Linked DNA regions of Mus musculus: region 1 is linked to region 2. The links are chromatin contacts, called in public Hi-C maps. All regions are on one chromosome and are shown on one strand. The core of a region is the stretch at or near the end of the contact, and the rest is flanking DNA. Distances in the headings are between cores, read along the strand shown.

Region 1 (3,214 bases), core at 337-2,836, 120 kb before region 2:
AAGGATTAAAAGGAGTGTTCCTTTAAGAAGGTCATACTAAGAAGCAAAGAGAAGAAAAGTTACCGTCCTCTCATCCTAATATCCCCACCACAGGCAAGCTAATGCCCAATCTAATGCCTCAAAAGACAAAGCCACCTTTAGCATTTAAAGACTTCAAATTACAAAGTGCTTAGAAAAAGGAAGTACGTTGGTGAGAATGGATTTTATCCAAAGTGCAATTTGTTTTCCCTTTCATAAGTGGGGAAGAGGTTCCAAAGAGGTACAGAGCAAGGGGTTAGATGCCACAGAGAGTGAAAAAGAAAATGGACTACAGAGAGACCAAAAATAGCTCTTTAAGAGACATAATTATTCAGAGCTTCAATTTACCTACATCTACTTTAGAAAAAAAAATCAGAATCTACACATGACCCTAATACATGGCCCAGATTTAAATGTGGCACCTTGAATCTGGGGGATAGGAAGGAAATTGGAAGGAGACTTTTCAGGGCACACTCTGGCAGTGTTCAGGAGGAGGAGGGAAAGAGAAGAGAGGCTGGGCTGGGTTCTTCACACTCATAGTAATTTCTGTTATTGTTTGTTTGTTTGTTTGTTTGTTGTTGTTGTTTTTAAGTGAAGTTGGGTAGTTGCCCTCATTATGTTCCAGAATGGCAAACCATCCAAGAGACTCATACTATAAGGCAAAACTCCAGTCACCAATTAAACATGCAGTTGGGGGAAACACAGCTCTATCTTGTTCAAACTGCAGTGGGTACAGTGCTTAGGTCTTTGTCTTGATCATCAGCATTGAACTCTGAGCTATATAACAGAACAGAAAGAGTGTAGCTCTTCCCATTACTGCCACAGCCACTGTATTAGCATTTGGTGTCTCTAACAGAATACCTATGGCATAGAAATCAAAGGAGAAAAGGTCTTCTCTTATGGTTTCAAGATTCCACACCACATGGTCATGGCTGCATCCTTGTGATCTATGACAGCACAGTTGATGGGGGGAGGGGGGCAGTTTCTTCTTTCAAGGCAGAGCCTGACTCTTTGTTAGTAAATTTCCAATGGCACAGAATGGTACAAAATGTCTTTTGTACATGGGACTTGGAAGACACTTCAGATCCAATCCATCGCACTTACTTTAGAACATATACTTTACTGAACTTGTACACTATATCAAAGAGATACATTAATATATCTTGAGTGCATAATTCCACATTTGCCAGCAATTCTAATTCCATAGGGATGTCAGTGATATGGACCCAACCAGGGTGTCAGGAGCAGAGATCTACAGAGCCCCAAGCCATCCGGATCAGCAAGCAAGAAGCTTGTCTTCTCTGCAGAGAGAACATTTCTTGCTGCACAAACCGGAAATCCCATGTGGGAGAAAAGCACAACTGTTGTAGTGGAAGTGGGAGCTTGAGGGAGTCCAGGAGTCTAATGGCAGAGGTCAGCAGGGGAACGACAAGCTGAGGCAAGACAAGATCTCTGCAAAAGCACAGGCTGCTTGGGCGGAGGGTGAAGCAAGACTGTGAAATAAAGCTGTGTCTATTTTCCACCCTCTCCCTCCCCCTCTCCATCTGCCTGTCTCTTCCCTTTTCTCTCTCCCTCTGCCTCTTCTCCCTTTGCAAGCCTTCAGCTGCTAATTTCCATCCAACACTTCTCTCTTCCTCTGTCAAGATATCCTCCTTGCTAACCTCCCCCACCCCTTGGCAATGGGCACATTTTATTCCACAGATTGTTTGCCCGACAATTCCCGACGTGGTGATTTGCTCTGACATCTTTGTGTATGCAATCAGCCTATGTCACAGAGGGCCTGTGGAAAATGCAGGGGACCAGCTCTGCAGAGGACAACCTTGTAACTCTTCAGTGAGGCTTAGACACAAGGGGCTTGAAGGAAGGAGAGACAGGGGTATCATAAACTTCCCTTGCTGCAGGCTACTAGCAGTCTCCATTGGGACTCAGCTCTCCAGACCCCTGAATAGGGCATGAGTGACTCTTTTGCAAGTAGCAAGGGTCTGTCAAACACGAATCCCCATCATCCCCATCTTAATTAACACAAACTAATGGTGCTGGGTAGAGAGAGAGTACTAAAAATAGTTTTCTGGATAAACTGAGACAGAGACATAAACAACACAGCAAGCTGTACCCCAGTGTCTGCTCAGCTCTAAAACACTCACTCTTAGACACATTTAAATGGCTGGAATGTAAAATTGAATGCCTTTGCCTATTAAATCAGTAATAAATGTGTGTGTGTGTGTGTATTTATTTGTGGCATTGAGTGTGTATGAGTGTGTGTTTATGTACTGAGTGTGTATGACTGTGTGCTTGTGTATTGTCTATGTGACTCTTTGCATTGTGTTTGTGTGTGTAAGTATATGTGTATGTATGTGGCATTAAGTGTGTGTGTATGAGAAAGGGAGTGTGTGTGTGTGTGTGTGTGTGTTTAATGTGTTAGGGTTGTGGGATATCACAACAGGAAGGCAGACAGGAAATATCTGTCTTGTATTTGAAAATGGAAAATGTGAAATTATTCTAAAATAAAACATTAGAGAAATAGTGGAAAGAGCGAGGGATCAGGAGCATAGCTCAGCAGGAGGGAAGTTTTCTAGCCTGCACAAAGCCAGGGTTTGTTCTTCAATAGCACAAACTCACAAAAGAAAACAGATGAAGGAAGGGAGGACTAAAGGATGGGAGGGACAAACAAGGCCATTTTAAGAATGGCTAACATAAAAAATATGTCCTTCTAAAGAGCATACGATCCAAATAGCAAATAGATTGCCTTCCGTAGTACCTTCTTCATGTGAGTTGAAATGACTGATTGGTGGGTAGATAGATGCAGTGAAAGAGGAAAAGCCAAGAGAAATGCAGACTTGCAAAGAAAGGAGGAACAGCCCACACTCGGCATGGGGACAGACAGAAGTATTCCTCATCTATGAGGAAACTCTCACAATAAAGCTACGGACACATGCATCAAGGGAGTGACTCTCAACAGGTCATCATTTCAGGCTTTGCAAGGTCACTTTGTCTCTCTTTTTTCCAGTTTCCTTACCTGTCACAGAAATCATTAAGATTTTCAAATTCCATAAGCTACAGATATGTGGCTGTGGCTGGAACAAACACCTTCCTAGAAAAACATTCACATGTGTGTATCTTTTGGCTGCAGCCTAAACTACTTCTACCTGGCATGCCCTCCTTTTCCCATTGGCTTTGAAACGTATCCTCATGGCAC
Region 2 (3,287 bases), core at 665-3,164:
CCTTTTCCTGGATGTAATGCAGTAAGACCTTCTCCATTCCCCTCACCCCTGTTGGCCCAAAGAAATAGGACCAAGTAACCACATACTGGAAGAGGAAGAAGTTTCTTAGATTAATCTTGGTTTCTTTTAAGGTCTTTGCCACCAAAAGCTGACAAACAACCATGGACAGAATTTGATGATACTAATAAATGGTTGTTAGTGGTTTATGTATTTACAATACTGTCCATTTACATCTATAAAACAAATCTAGTCTGCAGTGGTAGACCCATAGTGTCTCATTCCTTCTCTGTGGGATGCATACTATGTATCCTGATTACAATAGTCCACGTCAGTGGTTGACCAACTGTCCTAGTTAGATGGATAAAAGTAACTTTGAAGATGAAAGGGTTTATTTGACCTCTCTTTTCCCATAGCAGTCCATCCATCACTGAGGAAAGCCAGAAAAAGAAAGCAAGCAAGAGTCTGGAGGCAGAAATTAGAGCAGAAGTGACAGAGAAGCCCTGCTTACCAGCTTGTTTTCCAGGACTTGCTCAGTTTGCTTTTGTATATAGCCCAGTACCATCTACCTAGGAGAGGTATAGACTACAATGAGTTGGGCCCTCCCACATCAATCATTAATCAAGAAAATGCACAGCAGGCTTGCCTACAAAGCAAGCTTAGGCAGGCATTTTCTCAGTGAAGATCCCCTCTTTTAGTGTTTGTGAAGTTGATACCGAACCAGCACACTTACAGCATCTAGTCTGTGTAAACAGACCAAGATTATTGTATAACAGGGAAATCAGCCAAATGACCATCATAGTCTACTTTTTTATATATATATATAACAGCTCCCAGTACTTCACTTGTTCTGATCCGAAGTGCAGTGAGATTTGGAGATGAGAAGCAGAATTCTGAATCATCAATCTGTGGCCCAATATCCAAAAAAAAAAAAAAAAAAAAAAATCACCTGCAAGTGATTCTCACTTCTCATATTAAGGACTGAGCTTTTAAAACCAAGGAAGGAATTATCCACGTTTATTCCAAATGTAACATAGTTTCTTTTCCTTCGCTACCCTTCCCTTCCACCCAATTCCTACCCTTATCTCCTTCCCTCCAGTCCCTTCCCTTCCCTCCTCTCCCCTTTGTATTCTCAGTTTTTCTAAATGTGTTAGTCAGCTTTAAGTCAGTATGTGAGTCAACCACCCTCCCAGGCAGGTCACATTTGGCTCATGGTTTCAGGAAGAACTTTCTGATGATGATGACCACTCTGGGCTGGTGGCAAGGCAGTCATCACAGCAGGGAGTCTGTGATGGGGGAAGCTGCTCACCTCCTGGCATCCAGAAAGCAGACAGAAAGAAACTAGAATGGGGCAGGGTACTGCTCCTGAGGACATCCCACAATGACCTTACTTTGCCCACTGGATACAAGCCCTTAAAACTCCTGCCAGCACCCGAGAGCTCCATGGACTCCTAACAACCTCTTTAACATATGGGATATGGGGGAGGGGGGATATGACACATCCACACTATAGCACAAAGCCTCTCTCTCAGTGCGTGATAGGATGCTTTCTTTACAGGAGTAAAGCCAGACCACAAAAGCAGCTAGAAGAGAATCACCCTTCTCCTCTCACCCTTGTGGAGATCTCAAAATGGAAGGTTATGACCTGACAACAGCAAAATGCAATTACAGACATATTTAGAGGCACATTATTCCACTCCTAAAACACAGTCCGACGCCTGTGTGCAGGTCTGCACTCCAACTGTTAGCCAAGCCTTAGCATAGAGGGAGTCCTTGAAGTGCTAGGAGGGGAGGAGCCAGCCAAATTCAATCTCTGCAGCTTTGCTGTCCCAAGGCAGCTACAGGATCCTATGATGCAGTGCAGTGCGTTCAGGAAGAAAACGGGCATTCTGCCTGGAGAGGGCTTCAGTTTAAGACAGGGAGTAGGATGTAGGATGCCACTAAAGCTGCTAAGCAATTTAAAGCAAACCCACACAGAGGCTTGGGGTTGCTGCATGCAGCGGTCGCCCCACACTAAATGCCTGTGGCCTCACTGACTGGTTGCATGCAGAGATGATAGCTCTGCCACACTCCACCTGGATCTAAATCTCATCAGCCAGCAGGACCACTACCTCCAGGGGGCTGCAGGAGTAGCAGCGGTTTATCAATGGATAAACCAAACAATCCTTTCATTGTGGGCATCTTCCAGGTAAGGAAGCTTGGGGAGGAAGAAGGTGGTGGCGCGGAATACCTTGCTGGGAGCTGATCCCTGGTTGAACTTCAACAAGGAAATGATCCTCTCTCCAAACTTTCCTTCATGTTTAAAACAGATTACGTGTCAAAAAAAAAAAAAAAAATCAGGGAATTGCTGGTAGTGTCGAGAAGATTCCACACTTCTACTTCCTTTTCTTTAGAATCTGAAGCCTGCTGATGAGAAGTGGGTAATAAAGAGGCTATGTTTTGACCTCGTATAGAATGGGAGTGAGATGTGGGGATGGAGTAGGGCAGGCATTGGAGTCCTGAAGACAGACAGGAAAGGACATCCTTGCTGAGCTCCGTTGCTTGCAATGTAATAAACTATCATCTAGAAGTGAGTGTTTCAATTGAGTTTTGCTGTAAACACTGATATTTCCTCCCTTCTGCTGCTCTTCCCTCAAGAGGCCTCATGTATATTTCACTATGTGTCCTGCCTACTATTACACTCATACATCAAAGGCTCTGAGGACAAGGAACCTGATTCGGAAAACATTATTCTTTTAAAGATTTATCCTCTCATCTTGACCAGCTCCGTAGGTGAACGGGAGCCGCTCTCCATAAATTATTTTAATGCGCTATGCAAAGGGGAAAAGGGGTTTTCTCACCTCTTCTTACGAAAACTTTTCTCCAAGTGGAATTAGAGAATACCTTCAATTTCATTTCTTCTTCATTTTTGGTTTGGTTTGGTTTTGGTTTTGTCCAAGTATACACAGGGACGTGAACAAATGGCACAGAAAGAGAAAAATAAATTCCTCAGTATAGATCAAACAGATCTAAGAATTTCATTAAAATCCTGTGGGGATCCCACAGAAGGGGCATGGTTGTCTACAAGAAAGATGTTCTAAGTGGATGTAGACACCTTTGAGTGTCTGTTAGACAGGCACATTTGACATTGTCCAAAGCCTGGTAAAAGTTCTCACTGTCAGGAGAGGGGGCCTCAAATATCCCGTCCTCAGACCTTACTCCACAACGCTTCTATACTCTGACCCTGAGTCTAGCTGACTTTCTTTGCCTCTTCAAGCCTGCACTTCATTAGAACCTCAGTGGAGGAAAGT

Evidence for each region. A called contact is a pair of places that touch in the nucleus more often than the background predicts.
Region 1: a Hi-C map of cerebral cortex shows a contact between it and region 2, with 4 times the contacts expected there. The contact joins two enhancer-like sites. A contact is called at or near these places in 22 of 484 Hi-C or Micro-C datasets (the AML12 cell line, cerebellar granule neurons, cerebellum and 13 more).

The regions. Positions count from the first base shown.
Region 1 is chr9:28,385,318-28,388,531 of GRCm38.p6, reverse strand. The region is part of intron 1 of Opcml (opioid binding protein/cell adhesion molecule-like); the gene reads right to left. All of the region lies in intron 1 of Gm39313 (a long non-coding RNA gene), which reads left to right. Among named protein-coding and RNA genes, the nearest start is that of Gm39313, 9.3 kb to the left of the region's middle. Within about 2 kb of position 1,586, at least 30 of the 459 cell types and tissues checked have an H3K27ac peak or open chromatin away from gene starts, as enhancers often do. A contact at or near this core is called in cerebral cortex, where this site is marked.
Region 2 is chr9:28,263,513-28,266,799 of GRCm38.p6, reverse strand. The region is part of intron 1 of Opcml (opioid binding protein/cell adhesion molecule-like); the gene reads right to left. Among named protein-coding and RNA genes, the nearest start is that of Gm39313, 130 kb to the left of the region's middle. Within about 2 kb of position 1,914, at least 3 of the 459 cell types and tissues checked have an H3K27ac peak or open chromatin away from gene starts, as enhancers often do. A contact at or near this core is called in cerebral cortex, where this site is marked.